2 separate regions of the Ovis aries genome follow, and region 1 is linked to region 2. The links are chromatin contacts, called in public Hi-C maps. All regions are on one chromosome and are shown on one strand. The core of a region is the stretch at or near the end of the contact, and the rest is flanking DNA. Distances in the headings are between cores, read along the strand shown.

The links. A called contact is a pair of places that touch in the nucleus more often than the background predicts.
Region 1: a contact with region 2 is called in a Hi-C map of muscle, with 7 times the contacts expected there. The contact joins the promoter of LOC121819851 here to the promoter of BLOC1S4 in region 2. A contact is called at or near these places in 6 of 16 Hi-C or Micro-C datasets (blood, hypothalamus, liver and 2 more).

The regions. Positions count from the first base shown.
Region 1 is chr6:114,264,732-114,269,056 of ARS-UI_Ramb_v3.0, forward strand. LOC121819851 (keratin-associated protein 16-1-like) reads left to right here and starts at 1,453. Exons shown (of 2, transcript XM_042251672.2): 1 at 1,453-1,520; 2 at 3,647-4,325. It overlaps GRPEL1 (GrpE like 1, mitochondrial), which reads right to left and starts at 1,197. Exons shown (of 4, transcript XM_004010013.5): 1 at 1,116-1,197. The coding sequence starts at 1,177.
Region 2 is chr6:113,933,052-113,937,263 of ARS-UI_Ramb_v3.0, forward strand. It overlaps BLOC1S4 (biogenesis of lysosomal organelles complex 1 subunit 4), which reads left to right and starts at 1,434. Exons shown (of 1, transcript NM_001126362.1): 1 at 1,434-2,087. The coding sequence starts at 1,434. The coding sequence ends at 2,087.

The sequences.
Region 1 (4,325 bases), core at 203-2,702, 330 kb after region 2:
TCCCCAAGGACACAGGAGCTTGGCTGGCTACAATCCAAATGATCGCAAAGAGTTGGACAAGACGGATCACGCACACACGTCCAGGCAATCAATGCCAGTTACAAAAATCGCAAATTGAGCCAACCGCCTGTACTCACTCAAGACTCCCCAGGCGGGTTTGTTCCCACGCTGTCTATACAATGGATCAGGCTAGAATCGCAGCTTCATCCCCTCGCCCTGTCCTCGTCCCCTTTTACCGACCCGTTTACCGTCTCACCATCACTAAATAAAGCTCCTTGAGGCCAAAGTCCGGCTCCCTCTCCGCGCAGCTTCTACTCCCATGTTCGGCCCAGAGCAGCTTCTCTTAACAGATAACCTGGTTCTCCGAAGCTCCCCCCAACGTGGAAGGTGCTAGTTCAGTTCACTCGCTCAGTCATGTCCGACTCCGCGATCCCATGGGCTGCAGCAAGCCAGGCCTCCCTGTCCATCTCCAACTCCCGGAGTTGACTCAAACTCATGTCCACTGAGTCGGTGATGCCATCCAACCATCTCATCCTCTGTCCTCCCCTTCTCTTCCCGCCTTCAATCTTTCCCAGCATCAGGGTCTTTTCCAACGAGTCAGTTCTTCGCATCAGATGGCCGAATTACTGGGAGTTTCAGCTTCAGTATCTGTCCGCTAAGCACGGACTAAACTAAGTTAGGAGGCCGGACTTTGAAACGACAGAAACCGCAAAAAAAAAAAAAAAACAAAAAACAAAAAACAAAAAGGAAAAGAAAAGCCAAGGAGAGGGCAGGGCCTCGTGACCTCCGCCGCGGCGTCACTGCTCTAAGTCAACGGCTCTCCCCCACGGTGGGTTAGGTAGGGGACTCCGCAGCACGCGGAGGGGGAGGAAGCTCGGGCAGGGCGGAAGGAGCCCGCTCGCCACCGACGCCTCGCGCGGGGAGCCGTCCCGTCCGCCCCGCGGACAGCACGGACAGAGAGGCGGCCGGGCAGGCCCCACAGGAGAAACCAGCGGAGCCCGCGCCCAGCGTCTGGAAGACCCCCCACGACGCCCAGGCCGGAGCCGGGCAGGGCTCGCGTCTGAGCCAGCGGGGACAGCGCGCCCCTCCTAAGCCTGGCCATCGGCGCCCCTTACCTGAGAGACAACGCGAAAGCCGGGAGGCTGCGCCGCGCCAGCCGCACACACCGAGCCGCCATGACTGCTGCCGGCACTGCGTGCGCTCACCGGGCATGCGCGAGACTCTATTCTTGCTTCTCCCGCCCAATTGCTTCCCCTCAGCCAATCAACCACCGTTTTTCCACTGATGGACAGGCCATATTCACCAATAATTGCCGGCCTGGACGGTGGGCGGGGTTTGAGGCCTTAAGAGGCCCCAGAAAGTGAAGCTGAGGTGAAAGGTGAAGGAAACAGACTCCTCCGTGGAGGGGCGTGGTCAAGGGAAGAACCAATAGAGAGAGAGCATGGGGAGGGCACCGGAAGTGCGGACTGAGGGGGCAAGGAGACTCTCGAGCGCGGTTTCCAGTGAGGCCCTCCCTTCCTGTACGTGCACCTCGAGGTTCGGGGCGCTCTTTGCTCTGGGAGGTGGCCAGACGCCAGGGCTTTTGCCTTTTCTCCCTCACAGCCCGAGCTGCTGGGACCGAGCCAGACTCTGGGTGCTCAGTGTAGGCTAAAGGCAAATAGGTCAAGGACGAAAGCTCGTGGACGGGCGACCGCAGGGCTCCAGGAAAGTCGGTTAAAACAGCGTTAGGCGGTCACCGCCCGTCCTGCCGGCGACTTCGCAGCGCAGGAGGGCTGACTGGTGGCCGGAGGGGGCTTCCGTCGGTACTGTGGGTTTTGTTAAGGCAAAACCCGGGAAGCCTGTGTGGTCCAGCGCGGAGGCGTCGGGCCTGGGCAAGGAGACTTAGGTGGTGTGTTTCGTTTGCACGCCTTCCACCTTCAGTTTTCTCAGTGTGTTAGTCGCTCAGTCGTGCCCGGCTCTTTTCGACCCCATGGACTGCAGCTCATCAGGCTCCTGTGTCCATGAGATTCTCCAGACAAGGATACTGGAGTGGGTTGCCATCTCTTTTTCCAGGGAATCTTCCCTACCCAGGGATCAAACCGGGATCTCCTGCGCGGCAGGCAGATTCTTTACCGACTGAGCTACAAGGGAAGCCCAATTTTCTCAGAGTAAGACACCAAAGCATACCAAGAACAGCATCGAAGACGACTTCTGGGGACACAACCAAAGCTCATAAAATCCGAATGTTTTCGTTACTCTTAACAAATGCCAGTGCTACTGTGTCTCGTGCCGCGAAGGAGCCCAGGTGCTCCTTGTACCTGGGTGTCGCAGCTGCTGTCCCCTCTGCCCGAATCGCAGAGCCCGTGGTGTCCCCAACGGAGTGCTGCCTGCGTGTCCCATCTGTGAGGACCAAACCTCTGTTCTGCTTTGCTTCCATTGAGAGCACTCATCACGTTGAATGTCAGGCCCTGGGCCACTCGCAGAAGGAGGCAAAAAGTCAAATCCAGAACGTAAGACGTTCTGCTGGGCAAATGACCCCAGTTAGGGGTCTAGAGGGAAAAAGGAAGTAAGACTGTTTGAGAATTAGAGCACATAAAAGATGGACTGTGTGGACCTTTATTTGAATCATGATCGAACAAACCAACTGTGAAAAAAGATATTTGTAAGATAAAGGGGAAAGTCAAATATAAACTGTTAGATGACAGGAGTTATTGATATTTTTGTTAGGGAGAGGTGGCCTAATGTTTAGATTAAAATAACGTAGTTGTTCGGCGATGCCAATGGAAGTATTTAAATTGCCGCAGAATTTGGAATTTGCTTTATGGTTATGCAGGCTAAAAAACAAAAACAAAAACGAGGATGGAAGAAACGGCAAAATGTTGATAATTTTGGTAGCTGGATGATAAAGTGTGGGAGTTATGACCATTTTCTTCTCTGTGAAGTTTTCTATAGTAAAGTTAAAAACACATCATGGGGAAAGGATAAATTCAGTTCAGTTCAGTTCAGTCGCTCAGTCGTGTCTGACTCTGCGATCCCATGAATCGCAGCACACCAGGGCTCCCTGTTCATCACCATCTCCTGGACGGAGTTCACTCAGACTCCCGTCCATCGAGTCCGTGATGCCATCCAGCCATCTCATCGTCGGTCGTCCCCTTCTGCCCCCAATCCCTCCCAGCATCAGAGTCTTTTCCAATGAGTCAACTCTTCTCATGATAAATTAGGATAAATTAGGAGCTTGGAACTAACACACACTGCTGTATGTAAAATAGATAACCAGCAAGGACCCACAGTGTAGCACAGGGATCTCTACTCAATATTCGTTATCACCTATATGGGAAAGCAGTCTCAAAAAGTGAATATATGTGTATATTTAACTGAATCACTTTGCTGTTTACCTGAAACTAACACAGCATTGTGAATCAGTACACTCTGCTGGTTCGCTTTGTTGCACAGCAGAAACTAACAGCATTATGAAGCAGTTATACTCCAATAGAAAACAAAAAGCTATATGCTAATAAAATTAAAACATGTTTCTCATTGGCTGTGACCTTGTGCAGCATCGTGTAATTGCTCTCAGCATTGATCCGCTCACCTGTAAAACTCGGACTATATAATTTATTTTGAGGATTAAAAGAGGTGCAAATACTCATTTCCTATCTCTTCTTAGGACTCAAGGGAATCAGATGGGAACTCTGCTGTAAAGAGCTCACAGTACAGCATGGCTATCAACAGTGATGGCTTCTGTGTCTTGAAACAGACATTGGATGGCTGTGGCAGTCGTGATGGTTCTGCTGTCACTGAACGGGGGTCCAGGACAGCCAAGAGGCCATGCGCTGGATCTACATCCAAAACGGTTGATTTTCCGGAGCGGAGGCCTGTCTGTGCTGCCACTTCGTGGCCACATTGGGAACTGCATCCTTGACAGCCTGCTGAGGTCTGCAGGTTCACCCCAGTGGAAGTCATCAGCCCTTGGACGTGAAGCTGCCCTCATGGGGAGACTCCTGCGTCAGTCCTTGGAACGCATTTCCAGCAAAGGGAGTGGGTGGCCCGGGCAGGGGGTGCAGGAAGAGCAAGCTGAACAGCCCACGGTGCCCCCGACAAGGATGGAAAGAAGTGAAAGTCGCTCAGTCGTGTCCGACTCTTAGTGACCCCATGGACTATACAGTCCTTGGAATTCTAAAGGCCAGAATAGTGGAGTGGGTAGCCTTTCCCTTCACCAGGGGATCTTCCTAACCCAGGGATCAAACCGGGGTCTCCTGCCTTGTAGGCGGATTCTTTGCCAGCCGAGCTACAAGGGAAGCCCAAGAATACTGGAGTGGTTAGCATAGCCCTTCTCTTGTGGATCT
Region 2 (4,212 bases), core at 184-2,683:
GGAGACCTGGGTTTGATCCCTGGGTTGGGCAGATCCCCTGGAGAAGGGAAAGACTACCCACTCCAGTATTCTGGCCTGGAGAACTCCATGGACTGTGTAGTCCATGGGGTGTCAAACCATCCGACATCGACTTTCACTTTTCTTTTGCCATTTGGAAATGCTGAGAATTTTCAAAGTCACAAAAATAGCAAAGTTTGGACTTTCCTGGCAGTCCAGTGATTAGGACTCTGCCATTCCATTGCAGGAGGCATCAATTCAATCCCTGGTCAGGGAACTACAATCCCTCAAGTCTCACAGCCAAAAAGATAAAAGTCAAGGTTTAACAGACCTTCATTTTGCTTATCTGACTTCTCTTTCATTTAACTATAAACAGCAAGAAGCTAGGTAAATGAGGGGGAAGACTATCATGGTTCCTGGACATGTTCCAAATCTTGACCTGGATGGAGGTTACTTGGCTATCAGTTCAGTTCAGTCGCTCAGTCGTGTCCGACTCTGTAACCTCATGAATCCCAGCACACCAGCCCTCCCTGTCCATCACCATCTCCCGGAGTTCACTCAGACTCTCGTCCACCGAGTCAGTGATGCCATCCAGCCATCTCATCCTACGTCGTCCCCTTCTCCTCCTGCCCCCAATCCTTCCCAGCATCAGAGTCTTTTCCAATGAGTCAACTCTTCACATGAGATGGCCAAAGTACTGGAGTTTCAGCTTTAGCATCATTCCTTCCAAAGAAATCCCAGGGCTGATCACCTTCAGAATGGACTGGTTGAATCTCCTTGCAATCCAAGGGACTCTCAGGAGTCTTCTCCAACACCACAGTTCAAAAGCATCCATTCTTCGGAGCTCAGCTTTCTTCACAGTCCAACTCTCACATCCATACCTGACCACAGGAAAAACCATAGCCTTGACTAGATGGACCTTAGTCAGCAAAGCAACGTCTCTGCTTTTGGATATGCTATCTAGGTTGGTCATAACTTTCATTCCAAGGAGTAAGCGTCTTTTAATTTCATGGCTGCAATCACCATCTGCAGTGATTTTGGAGCCCAAAAAATAAAGTCTGACACTGTTTCCACTGTTTCCCCAAAATTTTTAGAGGTTTAAAAAATCTTTTTTAATTAGAGGCCAAAAGGGAGTGATGCTAACTGATGCTCTACCCATACTCTTTTGTTGTGTGTGTGTGTGTGTGTGTGTGTTTTTAAGATTTCTGAGCCTGAGCACCTGCGCGCAGAGACCGCAGTGCCCGTGCACCCGCGTCCAACGGCTGGAAGCAGAGATGAGTGCGCATGCGCGGGCGAGTGGGGGCGGTCCCCTAGAGAGGGCGTGTGTACGTGCGGGTACGTGCTCGCACAGGGGCCGGAAGTAGTGCCGCGCGTGCGCAGGTGCAAGCGCGCGCCAAGCCCGGAAGTGGGGCTGTCTAGCCCGGCGGTTGCGGGCTATGGAGGATTTCCCACCGAGTTGCGGGCCGGTTGGTGAGGAGCCGGCCGAGGAAGCCGAGGCTCAGGTGGCGGCCTGGAGCGGGGACAGCGGAAATGTGTCGCAGAGCCACAGCAGCGCCTCGGGGCCGTGGGAGGACGAGGGCCCGGAGTCGGGCGCGCCGAGCCGGGACCCGCCGCTGCTGCGCCGCGCCGCCGAGGGCTACGCCTCCTGCCTGCTGCCCGGCGCGGGGGCGCGGCCAGAGATCGAGGCGCTGGACGCGAGCTTGGAGGACCTGCTCACCAGGGTGGACGAGTTTGTGGGCATGCTGGACATGCTGCGCGGCGACTCCTCGCACGTAGTCGGCGAGGGCGTGCCTCTCATTTACGCCAAAGCCACCGAGATGCGGCGAGTCTACAGCAAGATCGACCGGCTGGAGGCCTTCGTGGGCATGGTCAGCGCCAGTGTGGCCAGGCTGGAGGAGCAGGTCGCCAGGGCTGAGGCCGAGCTGGGGACGTTCCCCAGTACGTTCAGGAAATTGCTGCACACGATTAACGTGCCCTCCTTTTTCCACAAGGCGCCCCCCGGCAGGTCCCAGCTGACCGGCTACGAACCCCCCGTCGTCTTTCGGACGGAAGACCACTTTCCCTGTTGTAGCGAAAGACCGCAGGTCTGAGTCTGCCGGACAGCGCTGCAAGAAGACAGGTCTGAAATTATCTCGACTGTTAATCAGATCAGTTGAAATTCCTGTTACCGGACACCTCTGATGTTGGCGTACGGAATTGTAAAGTTTGGGTTTTGCACACTTGATTGCTCACTCTCCTCATCATTTCAGTGGAATGTATGGTTTTCTATGTCTTCCAGTTCAAACTTGAAACACGAAAGCTGCTTGGTAGGGGAATCCTGGAAGCAAAATGTATGAACTTACCTGCACACTGTGGCAGAACTGTTATTTTTAGGCATTTTACAGCTCAACTAACAGTATTACCTTTTCAACATTTGTATATTTGCAATACTCTTAGGAAAACTACTGAGCCCTTAAAGCCTTGTTAATTGGAGCCTAACAACTTATTGACCAGAGACGTATTCATACGTCTTTTGTTACCCAAACTATTGCCTGGAGGCAGTTCGATATTCTCTTAAAGAACAAATCAACGGCCACAGCTGTTAATTTCTGCACACATCTCCCAATCAATAAAGTGCTGATAGTGATTCAGATTTCTATAGCATGCGTTAGGGTAGATGGTAAATTATTTTAAATTATATTAAACTTTCCATATGATGGATTGTAAACCAAAGGAAATCATACAATTTTTGAGAAAATGTTTTTATTGCGACTCATTCTGAAGTTGTATTTGAAAGTATAACTACAGTCTTAATTTGTCCAAAGCTAACATGGCTATATATGATTACCAACGTTTGATTTGTAATTTTAAAATTAATAAAAAGTGTAAATTTTATTGGAAAAGCTGTCTGAAAAGGACTTTACGTGTTTGCTTTTTGTTTGTTCGAAGATAGACATGTTGTGTATGTAATTTTAGGAGTGGGATAAAGTTCACAGCTTTAGATATTTCTCCTCAAAATGAATATTTAAATCATGTGTGTGATGATACAACTAGTCTTAGGATTTTATTCTTTCACCCTGAGGACCTGGAATCTTAAACATCCCTTAAAGGGACAGAAGGCTAATCTGTTTTTTATAAGGTGGTCCTCCTAGTTGCTTGTTCAGCCTCTAACTTGTGTGCAACTGTTTTTGCGACCCCATGGACTAGGCTGCCAGGCCCCTCTGTCCATGGGATTTCCTTGGCAGGAATACTGGAGTGGGTTGCCTTTTTCTTCTCTAGGGAATCTTCCTGCCCAGGGAGCTAACCTGTGTCTCCTGCATTGGCAGGCGGGTTCTTTACCACTAAGCCACCTGGGAAATCCAGTCTTCCTAGGTAATAGTCCTCAAATAAGCATACACCTTGGTTGCCTTTGTGTCATTTATCATAGATGTTTAAGGTTCGTGAAGTAGGGATATTCTCACTTAGCTGTGGATTATGAGAAACTGTGTAATCTGTAACCGTAGTTTTCGTGGACCTTCTCTGTCACATATTTACATTTTTTTTTCAGGTAGTTCACTAATTGCAAACTAAGAACTCCTGAATTTAGAACTGGAAAAGAACAAGTAACCAACATGTAGTAATTGGTGACTTGGGTACCTGCTGTAAGTAATTGGTATAGGCTTCCCAGGTGGCGCTAGTGGTAAAGAACTCACCTGCCCGTGCTGGAGATGTTAGGAAATATGGGTTCAATCCCTGGTTTGGAGGAAAATGGCAGTCCACTCCAGTACTCTTTCCTGGAGAATCCCATGGACAGGAGCCTGGCAGACGAAAATGGCAGCCCACTCCAGTACTCTTTCCTGGAGAATCCCATGGACAGAGGAGCCTGGTGGGCTACAGTCCATGGGGTCATAGAGTTGGACATGCCTGAAGCGACTTAGCACTGCACATGTGGCATATCCACTGAATATGAAAATAGCTTCCTTACATATCTATTGCTAAAATATTTTTTGTTTGTGGTTAATATTTTAAAAGTAGTAATTAAGATAAATCATAATAATTTTGTGTCTCGGCCGCACCTCGCAGGTTTCAGGATCCTAGTTCCCTGACCAGGGATTGAAGTTAAGCCCTCCACAGTGAAAAGGGTGGTACCCTAACCCTGGACCACCAGGAATTCTCAAAAAGTCCTGGTTTGGGAGATAATTTATGTCATTATCTGTGCACCTTATGCCTAAAGGGTTCTGAAATCCTCTTAGTCAT